Linked DNA regions of Mus musculus: region 2 is linked to region 1. The links are chromatin contacts, called in public Hi-C maps. All regions are on one chromosome and are shown on one strand. Each heading gives the region's core, a stretch centred on a gene start, on an enhancer-like site or on the middle of the called end of the contact. The rest is flanking DNA. Distances are from core to core; before and after follow the strand shown.

What was found. A called contact is a pair of places that touch in the nucleus more often than the background predicts.
Region 2: a Hi-C map of the CH12 cell line shows a contact between it and region 1, with 4 times the contacts expected there. The contact joins two enhancer-like sites. A contact is called at or near these places in 6 of 484 Hi-C or Micro-C datasets (B cells, the CH12 cell line, the MNK3 cell line and 3 more) and 1 of 115 datasets of contacts at active chromatin or transcription factors (memory CD8 T cells).

The regions. Positions count from the first base shown.
Region 1 is chr4:6,897,926-6,904,624 of GRCm38.p6, reverse strand. All of the region lies in intron 1 of Tox (thymocyte selection-associated high mobility group box), which reads left to right. Among named protein-coding and RNA genes, the nearest start is that of Tox, 90 kb to the left of the region's middle. Within about 2 kb of position 2,839, at least 45 of the 459 cell types and tissues checked have an H3K27ac peak or open chromatin away from gene starts, as enhancers often do. A contact at or near this core is called in the CH12 cell line, where this site is marked.
Region 2 is chr4:7,212,222-7,218,920 of GRCm38.p6, reverse strand. Gm33646 (a long non-coding RNA gene) reads right to left here. Exons shown (of 6, transcript XR_390373.1): 5 at 4,768-4,914; 6 at 3,335-3,561. Among named protein-coding and RNA genes, the nearest start is that of Gm33646, 23 kb to the right of the region's middle. Within about 2 kb of position 3,705, at least 7 of the 459 cell types and tissues checked have an H3K27ac peak or open chromatin away from gene starts, as enhancers often do. A contact at or near this core is called in the CH12 cell line, where this site is marked.

The DNA.
Region 1 (6,699 bases), core at 1,590-4,089:
TATAAAGGCTAGTCCTTAATCCACCTGTTTAAAATCCCTGAGCTAAATTGAGTACCCAGTTTCCAAATGCTTTGGGATTAGAAGTATTTTAGAAACTTGAGTGTCTTCAGATCTTGCAACATTACATATACACGAGCTATCTTGTACATGGGTCTCATATCTAAATATGAAATTCACTAATATTTTTTGTATTCCTCACATGTAGCATTGAAATTTTATAGTATCTTTCATAATTTTGCATGTGAAAGTGTTTGCTGATATAAACTTTTCACCTGTTTTATGTTAGTTTAAGACATCGCAGATCTTATACCATTTTGAGTTTGGATTTTCAGATTAGGGAAGCTCAGCTTGTACACCCTTCCAAGCTGGGATGAAAATTACCATTGTCAAAATGGCTCATGATGAAATAAATATTCATGCACTCTTTTGCTTATTTTCCACAAACAGCACCTACTATGCACTCATCAGTTATTTTCTATTTATCAACTTATCACTCGAATTTAAAGAAAGAAGAATCATAGAGCTACAGCCAAGTTTTATGAGAAGAAATGCTTTTATATAGCAAATCAATCTCCCAAATGTTCAATAGCCAAACCATAGACATATTAAATAACCAGCCGTTAAGTAAGGTGATGCTGTGCAATGACTACAAGAGGAAAGCACACACAGGAAGCGCATTCCTACTGCACTGGCTGAAGCCACACCTCCATGTGTGGTTACTGTTTGCCTGCTCCAAGTGACGATGTGCCTGTGGGAAAAGACACCTAGGAAATGAGCATTTCTTTCCGTTATGCTATAAGCACGTTACAGTTGAGACACAAAGTAAAATCTCATTTTTGGCTGGGCAGTCTTTCATTGTCTTGTAGTTTCCGCAGCAGTAAGTATCTACTGTTAAAAGCAGAGCGCTGGCCTACTTCTGTCTATTTCCATTACTGTGCGCCTTTGTACCACATTGTCTTTCTCCTGGTGCCTAGTGGAACATTAAGGTTCATAATTATTTTGATAAGATCAGGGTTGTGGGCCCTTTTGTTGTTTTTCGGCTTCCTTATTTGCTAATAATTCAGATTCAGTGCTGAAGACTAACAAATCTCTTGACCAGGCAGGTTGGAAATGCAGAACTCTGAAAATAATACAGCAGCGATATTTTATAGACCTTTCGATGTGAAAAAGCTTATGGTCCAAATTCATATCACTGAGAGAAGTGAATGAGAGCTTACTATTCATGTAGGCAAAGAATGCATCCTGCTGAGAAAATTAATCAGGATTTACCTAAGTAAAAATTATAAACAGAAGTCTCAGGAGTCGTTGATAGGTTACAATATCTAGTTGAATCAATCCTGCACAAACTACACAGGATGATCTGTTTCTTTAAAAAATGCTCAGTGGTGTAAAAAGGAATAAAATTACATTTGTTTTTGGTCCTGAGTGGTTACAGTAGGATTATTGACTACCCTGTAATTCAATGCCCCATTTAACGAGAATGATATTAATTATGAGCACATTATTTTAAAAATTTCCAAAGCAGATTCTTTTGTGTCCACAGTGTGAAAACTCAGTGTCTGCCCATAGTCAGAGTTAGCTCTCCCTACAGTCCAGGGCAGCATGGAGGGGAGGCCAGCAAGTGGTTTGTGTGCATCTGGACCTTTCGGTGTCACTCAGGAAGCCTGGAAAATCTTTCAGCAAAAATGCTCATGCCATTTACCTCAGCATGACCTCACAGGCCCAGCATCTTGAGTCTGTCCAAGGATGTTTTATCCACAGCGCAGCCCACCTTGAAAGTTGTTATTCTAGAATATTCTTTATCCTAGAGTGAAATGTGAGGGCTCTTCTGCGTCACCGAACCCAAGGGTTAAGGTCAAGGGTAAGGGCAGAAAGGGAGATCCTTCCAACGCCTGCCCTGCCTTCCTATGCAGGTGCTTCAGATGTTTTCTCTTCACTTAGACCCTTGTCCATGAAACTGACTCAGCTTCTCTGAGGAGCATGTGAGGCTGCCATTCAAGGACATCTGACAACTGCAGTTTTCCTTGGAACATCACCATGTTAGTTGTTAGAACAATTTCAACGGACTACGTGGCGTTATGAGTTCACACAGTCTTGACTTGCAACTTATGGTCTTAGAGAAAATTTTTAAAAATTTAGATTACTTGAAAACCTTTCGAAACTGAAGCTTTTATGCCACTAGGGAGTGCAAAGCAGTCAGGTGTGCTTAGCCTTTATGCCATGGTTGTTGGTACAATCGAGAACGCACACTCTCTCTTTTTCTTTTTGAGTGGAACACATGAAGGAAAGCAGTTGCGAGAGACGGAAACCAACTCTTTTTCCATTCACCTTATTATTGAGCTGTGGTTTCCCAGCTTCCGTTTCTGTTATCAGAAGATCTGAAGCAAAGCTTCAGTTATGCAGAGAGAATGAGTTAACATCTAATCAAGTAGGAAAATAGCTTTAAACACCTGCTCCGAATTTGTAATATAATATTCAGAATAATATGACCTGGTAAATTACAGTTTAAAACCAGTGTAAGAAGCATGTCCTATTATAATGTCCATCAGGCATTTAATACCATTGTTCTTGTTTATTTCGTTTACTTAAGTTATAAAGAGTGTGTCTCATTCTTCTGAGAAATCTAGCATCTAACAGGTGTTTAATAACAGCATGCCTCTATGAAAATTATCTCAAGGGCACCCTTAGCAAAGGAGAGCAAGTCATTAAATACTAGTTTTAAAGTGACCTCAAAGCTTTACAATTAAGCAGCAAAGCTCACTTGTTATGCCTGTCTCCCTCTAGGGGATGATATGGTGCCAGGGACAGTGTGTTGGTGTTTTGAGAGACACTGGAGAAAGACAAAGAAAGGCAAATTTCTTAGGGTAGTATGCAAGCTGAAGAGAGAGAGGGAGGGAGAAGGGAGGGAGAGAGAGATATTAAGACAGAGAGAGATAGAGAGACAAAGAGAGATGGAGAAGGAGAGAGAAGAAGGGGAAGTGAAGGAGGAGTGAGATCAAAGTACAGTGTGCATGGACATGGCCTTTCCAAATTCATTTATTTCCAAACACAGTAGTATGAGTCTCTAACCGCCTCAGTGTGATAGCAGCAGATGTTCATTGCAACTACTGCAGAAAGCAGTGACTGTAGTGGAAAGGTGCTGGTCCCCAGCAGCCTGATGGAGGTATCACGCCTCCCAGAGGTAAAAAGAAAAATGGACTCTTAAAGGAAAGAAGTCTGCCTTTCTCATGGAGGTGATTGTAGCTGTGAACAGTAAAGAAGCAATATAGACACCCTCAACAGTGTATTATCCTTCATGATAATCGAGGGGGCAGCTAATGATTTGAGTGGGAGAGTGACTCAGAAGTCTACCAGACTCACACTCTACTAAGCTGTAGGAGTCTCTTATTGAAAATCTGCATCTTAGGCAGGTAAAGAAAATAGAAAGGAATCATAGTAAAAATAATTTATTCATATATACATAGACTATTTTGTTGCACGAGCTTAAATTGCCTTTTCCACAGCAACCAGTTTGGATCCAATTGAATACAATAAATGTCTTGTGACAGTGCTTGCATTTTTGCTTTGTGATTTCGGGCAAATGCAGAAAGATTACTGATGCATTCCTAGTCCAGAAATATGGTCTCTATTGATTGCGTTGACATGATAAATAGCAGTTTTACATGTTAATATTTATTCAGAGATGCTATTGCATCTATTATGAGCGTAAGTGCTTATAGAACCATTTATTGACATTCATTTTTAGTTGAGCCTAAGTTATCATTAGTGGTCTTTCCATAAATAGGCATTTGACACTTGAATATATTTAATAAAATGCATGTGCTAATTGTATTTGCCTGGACTCACAAGTCATGTTTTTAAATGGGGAAAATTAAATTGATATTTTTAAGAAATAGATTATTTTTGTTTGGGAGAGAAGTTACGCAAATAAAGACATTTTGTAAGGTAGATGGTTTATTTTCTCCTGGTTATTGAAAACCAAATAAAACAAAAATCCAATCCTGTCATTAGTGCTTTAACTAGCATAATTGGATAATGCTTACTTTTACATTGTTGTATGTCTTAGCACCCAGAATAATTCACTGCACACAGTAGACATGTGGATATTAATTATAAGAAACAATATATTTAAAGAAGAAAATACCAATCTATTGACTAATTTCTGCTAAAAAGAAAAGAAATCTTGTAAATATGGATTTCTATAAATGAATCTATTATTTGGGTCATCAATATTAAACAGTCTGAAAATGGCTTTCTAGCATTTAACATTTAAGAGAATAAAACTGAAAGCTGCAGGTGGGGAAAGATCAGTAGCACCCAAGTATGTTTTGTATTTAATGCCATGGAGCAACAGAAACACTTCAGAAGGCTGACCATGAGTATCAACCTCACTGCAACAACAGGCAGTGTTCTGGTCTTTCCTTAAGCCATATGATTCCTGTATGCTCTGCATTAAAAGGGCTGCTTTTTTAAAATTGTCTTCCTAGCTTTCATTTCCCATATTTTACAACCATCTTCAGACTGTTTGTTTTTATCCCAGGGTTAGTCAGCTATTTATTTCATTAGTATTAAGTGAAACAAGCCAACAGATAAGGAACTGTCTTTTTTTAAATCTATGTCTTTTATAATCATTTCTTTTTTAAGTAATAAATTTACATTTTATAATTGTAATCATGAAATTGCAAATGAAATCAGTTCTAGAAAGATTAATTTAGTTGTGCTCACAGCTGTGAAGATTGTGGAAATAAATATCATTTTGCAATAATGTATTCTTGACAAAGGGCATAACAAAAGAATGATTTCTATTCAGAGATAGTGGGGTATTTATTTTGCATGTTGGGGGAGGGGCATTCGGAGCCAGCTTTTCAACCCTGACCTAGTTTTGTAGCTGCTTATTATTCAGCTATATGTTTGAGAGATTCCTGTAATTTAATTTGGCATCCACTTCTGCATGTCTGCACCTAGCAGTAGGGGCTCATGATATTAGCAGTGTCCCATGCTGAATTGTATTTATTTTAAAACATCCAAACTCTCTTGGAACTCAGAAAGAAGGCGTTAATGTTACTAGGAACCTGCCTGATTGCAGCCAGGCTATCCTGTCCCGAGCGTTGCCATAATTAGTAACCACTGTTGACATTTAGATCCAAATTGAATTTCCTTCTAATTAAACCCAGAGGGGGTTGATCCTCTCAGATGTACAGGTTAATAAAATTAGTCAGAAACTGTTAAACAGTAAGCTGAATTCTCCAAGAGAGCTCTCCCAAAGTATTGTTAAGAATTCTGTAATTAATATTAAAGGCATTCATTAAATTTGAATTGTCTTTTTCGGCTTTGAGTTGCATATGGTTTTGGAGCAGCTATTTCTTTAATTAGGCTTGTTTCCTTTGATAACTACAGTTATTACTAATTTCTCTCCATGTTTGTACATTTTGCATTATAAACACATAAATACAAATCCTTCATACTATTCCTCTGTGCATAATCATACCACCATGATTGAGGAAGTAGTTAATAAACAATAATAAATACTAAACATAAATACAGTAGTAGGATGTGGTCAGGGTCTTCCAGATGATGCTTGTCTGCTCTCTATCGATCCTTGTCTTTCTTTGCCACCAAGATTCTGATGCTTTGGTGTGGGCTCTCAGTGCCTATCTCACAGGAGGTTTCTATGCAATCTTCACAAGGTTAGATGTGGATAGTGTGAATATGGATGGCTTCATCTGCAGAGGGAGCTCAGACTCACTTCAGCTGCCCTGTTAGTTCATTCTATCAGGGTGGCTATTCTTTTCCTCCTTTCCAGAAGGAGTGGACAAGACCACACTCAAGTATGGGAAGTAGAAAGGACAGGAAATTGTAACATAACCAGTCCGGGAAGAAAGGGGAATTTGGTCATTTCACCAGGCAACATCCCATTTTTAACTAGCTTTAGATGTGAGGAAACTTTAGGGACGCCATGCCGATCAATTGCTGTTATAATTGTTGTATTTATGACCTTATTTATTAATATCTTATATACTCTACAGAATAAGAAGATATCGTTAACCTCCTGATCTTATAAAAGCCTTGTTTCAATATGTTAATATTACTTTTAAATATGATTTCTTAATAAATTGTGGTTTTCTAGTTACTCGGTTGAGATTTAGCTGTCATTGTGCATTTTGCATTGTAGACAATGATTGGCTTCTTCCCCTTTTACTCAACTAAAATACAAAGCTTGGGAGGGCAGAACAAGTCTCTTGGGACAGTCGATTTAGAAATAGATTACAACAGGATTTGTCAAGGTCACTTTGATGTTCCACTCCTCAGGAGAGAGATAAGATCATGAAAAATGTTCCCCAATTTCTATTCAAAAAGAAAGGAAGAAGACAACTTCCTTTTCCTACTTAGGTCCCTTAACTAAATTGAATTAAACAAAGACATTTTGAGTCACAATCAAATTCAGATGGAGAAAATTGGAGGCAGACTAGGGCCACCCATGAGTTGCTTAGATAGCCTTTAATGTTCAAAGCCTACAGTGTTTTAAACTAGGGAATTCTTTTGTCTCGTCTTGTGTTGAGACAATGTGGATGTTTAGCCCAGGCTGGTCGGAGACACAGATCTATCCACTTCAGCCTCCCCAGTGCAGAAATTGCATTCATACGACACCATGCCAGGATAAAATGATTCATTTCCACACTTTTATGAATGGGATACATT
Region 2 (6,699 bases), core at 2,456-4,955, 310 kb before region 1:
TATGTTGTGGATAAAGAGCTTCGGAAGATGGGAAGATGTGGTTTGTGAGAATTTAAAAGCACATATTTAGAAATGAAAGTTATTGTTATGGTCTTGAATGTCGTGCGTCTTCAGAAGAACTACCCCAGTCCAAACAGTGTCATGTGAGGTTTACTGGGAGAGAGAGGGGCACAGTGGTGGTGGAAAGAGAAAGGGGGGAGAGAGAGATCGAGGAGGGGAGTTTCTTTATATATGGGTGATGTCTTAACACAGGTAAAAGTGGGAAGTGAGCCAAGTGGATTCTGGGAATATGGTGGCTGTTGCCTTGGCAATAGGTCTGTGGGTCCCGCCTATGTGCTGTCACAGGTTTTGGAAGTCCTGATACCAACAGCTATTCTGAAAGCAGTGGAGTGAAGTTCAATATGATATTAAGCAAGAAAGCCCTAATTTTTATTATGACTTACTATTCAGGTAGCGATATGACTAGCATAATGCCTGTGTGGTGGTGGTACAGAGAATCTTCCACTGGTACTAGGAAAAAAATGAAAAGAAATGAAATATTTCACTACTAAAAGCAAGTGGAAAATGAGTAACAGACAGAGAGAAAGGTAGACAGAGTAACAGAGAGACTGACAGACTGTAAATAGATAAACGTATTAGTCAAATTGTAGAGAGAAATACTGCACCTGTAGCCATGAATCAAGCATGGTTACTATCTACTTGCAAACTCTGGAGGACACAATTGTTAACAGCAGTAAAGTAAAGTTGAGCTACTTTCTCAGTCATGAATCCCAGGGAAACAAAGTTCAGGACAAGGATACAGTTAGCAAACTGCCTAACTGGGAGAAGTCCTGCTCTGAGGGAGACTAAGACTAAGGCAGCAACTTTCCCCCAAGCTAAGAAAGGGCCTCATCAGGGAGAGAGAGAGAGACAGGCAGACACAGAGACAGACACAGAGATAGAGACAGACACAGAGATAGAGTCAGTCACAGGAAAGAGAGAAGAGATAAACCATACCCTGTACCCCCAATAGTGTAAGCACTGAAAAGTGCAGATACTCTGAGACTAGACTTTGGTACCAAATTAGACAGAAAAGTATTTACTTCAGTGTTAAGAAAAACATAGATAGCAGGACATTTCTACTTAGATGTCTTTGCTCTGTTGCTATACATTTATAGTCCACTGGATAAAAGGAGATGAATGGCAGGTGGAAAAATGCCTTAACCTTGTTTAAAGGGAATGAATCAAAACCTTGAGAGATTTCAAGAGAGAAAGGAAGGGATGTAATTAGAGGGGGAGAGGGCAAATGTAAACAACAAAGAAAGAGGAGATGAAAATGTTTAGTGTCCAGGTAAATCTCTGAAGGGTGGTGATAGCTAACTGCTGTCAAGTTAACTCTATCTAGATCAGGAAACAGGCTCTGATAAATCAATCTAAATGCCGAAGAGATCCTTTGACCCACACCCAAACTCATAAATTTTTCAAAACATTACATATGTTTATCTCCAACTATGCTTTCTTGTCCTTCACTTGAAATCCACCCCAAGTTCTCATAGCTTTTCTGTTGGAGTATCTAACATTCTGACATTCTGAAATGATGTAGCAACAGGTGTATTGCTGAGCCACATTCATAGCTGTACTGAGAAGTGTGCCACCAGCAGGCCACAAGACACATCTGGGAAGAAAGGCATCAATTATGTCTTCACCCTGAGAATATCCTTACGTGCTTGTGCAAAATCATTGTAGCTTTAGAGAAAGACTGTCTCAACTGTGTCCCATGTGTGCTCCCTTTGCTGAAGGAGCTCACCATCCATCCTACAAGGACACTCATAGGAGCCCTGTTGCCTAGAAGATGTTGATACTTGATAAATGTGCTCTGTGTCTCTCTACAAGTAGATGGGGACAGTTACTCTAGAAATGTTGATTATAGGAAACATTTCATATTGAATTTTCTGCATACATAATCACCATGTATACATTTATGTAGTGAAATTAGAGGTGACTAAGTCTCATTCTACACCCTCTCCATATCATGTGGGAACCTTTTAAAACAGAAGCATTTGAAATGCTGAGGCTGGAAAGGCTTCCAACAGTACTGGCAGTGATGATAGCCAGAAGAGTTTCAATGGTGGCCAGAAGGAGAACACAGTGGAGGAACACTTTGCTTCTACATATTTCATCTCTGTAGCTTCCAGAGAAAAGTTCTCAGAAGAGAACAGAAGAAAATAAACTGGCTGCTTGTTGTACTGCTGCTCCCTCCCCTGGCTCTCCACTCTCCCAGGCTCCTATGCTCTGTGTTTCTATCCATTGATAGTAACTACTGTTCTGTGCTGCTCCAAAGAGAACCCAGATAAGTGTTCTGATGTCTATCATGATGCTTGACTTAGATCCACCCTGCATGCCTCAGAACAATTCTACCTTTGCAGTCAATTCACAGTGCATGGGGGGTGGGGGCGGGGGATCATTCCTCTCTTGCTAAATCTGCAGCCTAATATAGATCTTACCTTCTGCACAACTGGAGTGGTTGGTAGTGAGTTTTTAAGTCATGCTTGCTACATCTGTGAAAGAATGTCCTGTAATACCTGCAAACATAGCTAATTGAGCATTTCTCTGGTCCTCCAATTAATGTTTAAGGATAATATGGTAGAACGGGAGAGGGAGGCATTAAATAAACACAAAAGCAGATAATTTGCTCCAGCCATGCCATGCCAGATCAAATGATCAAAAATAATGCATATTGCTTATAAGATTTCACAGGAGGTAAATTAATTGCATGCTCTCAAATTTTTTTTTTTTTTGCAATGAGGCATTAATTTTTTTACTTTAGAAGAATGGTTTTCCAGAAATTTGAAATTAAAACAAGATTCACTATATTTCCCCTTCCTCCCCACCTCCCCCAATCTGGTATTTTTCTCCCCTTTTTGCTTTCCACTCCTCAGCAAAATAAGAAAAACAATCAGGATCCCGCTTCTGGCAGCACAGCGAGAGAAATGTGAGATTGGCCCTTAGGGGAATTTTCATTCTCAAGTGGATGTAAATGTATTCATCAATTCAAAGAAATGCATAGTGTGTTATATACACAATACATTAATAAATAGCCATGCATTAAAAAATAATGAGGTTCTCCACCAAACAACATCCTGTGGTGTGTAGGGTCATAAAAAAGATACTAAAAGAGGGAGAAAAGATTATGTGTAAAATCTGATTAAAATACAGAAATGCCATCATATATGTAATATGTAATAAATATTTTATTAGTTAACTATAAACAAAAGAACAAATGCAGTAAAATGTAATTAAAAATGTAAAAGTGAAGGATGTGATTTATTTCATGCCGATAATATTAATATTACAAATGCTATGTAAATGGTATCGAGACTGTACTGTAGAGAGCGCAGAAAGCAGCCATTCATTTCTTATAATGAGATTTCATCTCTTTTTTTGATTTCCATTTGTTTAAATATTTCAAATAGTGAATGAATAATGTTGCTCTTAAGCCTTCCACAGCTTAGCACATTCTCAGATTTCCATCAGCACCAGGAGGAGATTTGCATGCTGGCAGGCAGTTTCCAGGCAGAGCCACTAATTGTGAAAATAGAAGAAAATTGACTGGCTGAAACCAAAGGTATTTTTAGTACTGTTGGCTAAATGACTTTGGCTTTGAGTAGTCACCACTGCTGGTGAATGTGCTGGAACCCAAAATAGCCCAAATAGTTCCCCAATTAACACAGATGAAGAGACTGTTGTGGGACATCAACCAACCACCATGGGCTTGTAGACTCAGAGTCTGAAAGTGCTAAGACTATGTGAGCTAACCTTTCAACCACAGGCTGCAAGAAATAAGCCAGGGGGACAATGTTCATAACCCCAAGCACACAGGAAGCCTTCAACTGGATGCCTTGTTCCACATTAAACATTGCCCATCTGTTCCACCTGCATTCACTTAGAACAAGGGCCTAGTGATGCAGAGCCACAATCCCAGCTACCCCAGAGGTCAAGACAGGAGGAAGATCTGCAGCTCTTATTAGCCTGGGCTATGGAGAGTTCACTGCCAGCCCAGGAAACTTAATGTGACACTGTCTCAATATATAAAGGGAAAGGAGACTGCTTTTCAGCATTGGTAGAGTACTTGTTTTAGTATTTCTCAGCACTGTCAACAAATCTGTAAGAAAGTAATGAGAGTTCTCTTCTGCATTTGTGGAGTATGACAATTGCCCTCAGTTCAAACTACAATTTGGTATTAACAAATGTTGTTTACTACTCACTATTGCTCACTTGAATAGCCAATCCCATTTTTCTTGGGGAATATGCCATAATAAAGTCAATAATCACACATTACCCTACAATGAGAAAGCTGAGCTTTGGTGTGCATGAGAACTGGCCGGCTGTTCAGCTGGGACCCAAGGGAAGTGAATTCTGTGGTCTGCCTCAGCCTTCCACTTTGCTGTTCTCCCCTGGGTTCAGGGCACCCCAGTGGCTTCCACAGTTTTCCGTTCACCATAGTGTGTTCCTATGTAGCACTGCATTGTGTGGACTAAGCTCGCATTTCTCTGTTATGAGATGAACCAGGTTTCCTGTTTCTACATCTAAAAAGTCTAACGCTGATGTGTGTCCTCTCTGCTAACTGTCCATCACCTTCTTTATTGAGCACAGCTTAGAAAAGAACATCTTTTGTTTTGCTAATACCATAGCTAGCAGCAGAGCATATCCAGAATACCATCACGCCTGAGAATTCTGACTTCTTTTCGAGACCAAATCTCCTTGTAACTAAAGGTCTTCAGGACTTACCGAAGTGCAAGTTCTGCTTCTCCGGTCCATTGAAACATAAGCCAGGAATGTTTTTATTAGTCTAGTAGAAGAACATCTAGCCACATGGCTTAAACCAGTGTGGAACACGTTCCGAAGCAGATGGATGGATGGTTCCTTGGTTCATTTCTGAAATTTAAAGATGTGAAGAGCAATAAATATCATTGCTTTCTTATCTTATGTTGTCTTATATAAAAGAAGCTGTTGCAACCCAGACACTACCTGTTTATCCAGACAAGAAATTGGGGAAAAAAATGTAAACAGCTATGCCTCCAATGCCTTGAGGCAAACAAAAGCTTTACCAGAAGCACATGCATCGTTTCCCCTCCTGCAGCACCATACATCCAACACTAACCTGAAGCTCACTAAAGAGAAGGAGGGAATGGCAGCCAACCCAAGGGTGTCTGCTATAGTCAATGGAGCAGAGAGACTGTCTTTCTCACCACACAAGAATCCCCCAAACGTTTATCCTCTAAGTCAATAAAGAAAGGCTGATTTGAGAGGCTTTCACGTGCAAGGCACTATGTAGAAGTAAACCCAAGACTGACATACCCCTCAGAAGCATTAGCCTTAAGTAACAGAACGTAGAAAGCCCCTGTCCTTTGCTAACATCAATTCTTGATGGAAATGTGTGGAACTGATGCTTGGGAAAAGCTAATTTTTGGAAAACTCTTCTTCAAGCAGAAGAGTGTGCTGTGGCATTAGGTACAGCCCTAGTGAGAATTAAGATGGATATAAATATAAAAGCAGAAAGTCAGCTACCCACAAAATATTTCTGTAAGAAGTCATAGGCAGATCACACTTGAAGGAAAAGATCATGAACTGGTCTGAACAGTTGATTCTAAAACCTTTGTGAAGGAGCCTCGTTAGCGCAGTAGGTAGCGCTTCAGTCTCATAAAACCTTTGTGGCCAGGTGAACATGTTGGTAAATGTGCTTCCCCCCAGTAAGTATGTCAGTCAGTTATTTAGATTATTGACATAGCCTGTGAGAAAGTAATAAATGTGTAATCAACATACACTACACGCAGAATGAAAAAAAGTCTCCCCAAGAAAGATGTATCAGTTAGAAAGTTTCCAATAGAAAATACTGGCTGCCACCACCTTAAACAAATTATCCAAGTTGACATTACCATTAGCAAGTCATATTGGTGGTACATGACGTTTGATAAGATGCTTAGAAAAGGGGCCACTGTTCCCTCTGTCCTATTCCAGCTAAAACTACATGTCTTGCTTGAAATGTCGAGGAAATAGTTCTCAAACTGCTGTAGAAATCCTTCTGAGAAACACCAGGGCAATTATTGTTGAGAGCCATTGAAGGGAACTAGTGCTGAGATCAGTGGTAGTAAATGTCTTCAACATACACTCTGCTCTGGGTTCAACCCAATGCAATAAATAAACAAATTAGCACACACAGTAGCGTAGTGAAAAACTGGGTATTAATTTGTACTTGCAGATTAGATAAAATATAATTAAGTAGGTAAATGTGATGTGGGGTTTGGATTGGATCCCTGGCCAGGAAAATGAAGCTGGTGGGAAAATTGAAACACAGATGCATAGTCCTAAACTGGGTTCCTAGTACTACCGTCTTCCTGTGTGACTTGGCCTTTGTCTGTCCTAATAGTTACTAACCGTGATAGATCTTGTAGATCTTGGTAGACAGAATAGAAGACACTGGGTATTGCAATTATTGTTCGAATGGAGAGATATAAACAGCTAAAAGAATGGAGACTTTAAGATGAGAAAATGGAAACTGTTGCCTGGTAACCTCCTGCTCTTGTCTGTTGACTGGATTCACATTCAGAAGTGTGAGACAGACACAGGGGCAGCTCCGCAGAGCTATGTCAGCAACTCTGAGGTGGTGGGTGGAGCTCTTAGTGACTGGGTCTCAGCAGCCTGTTGTAGAGAAATGTGCTG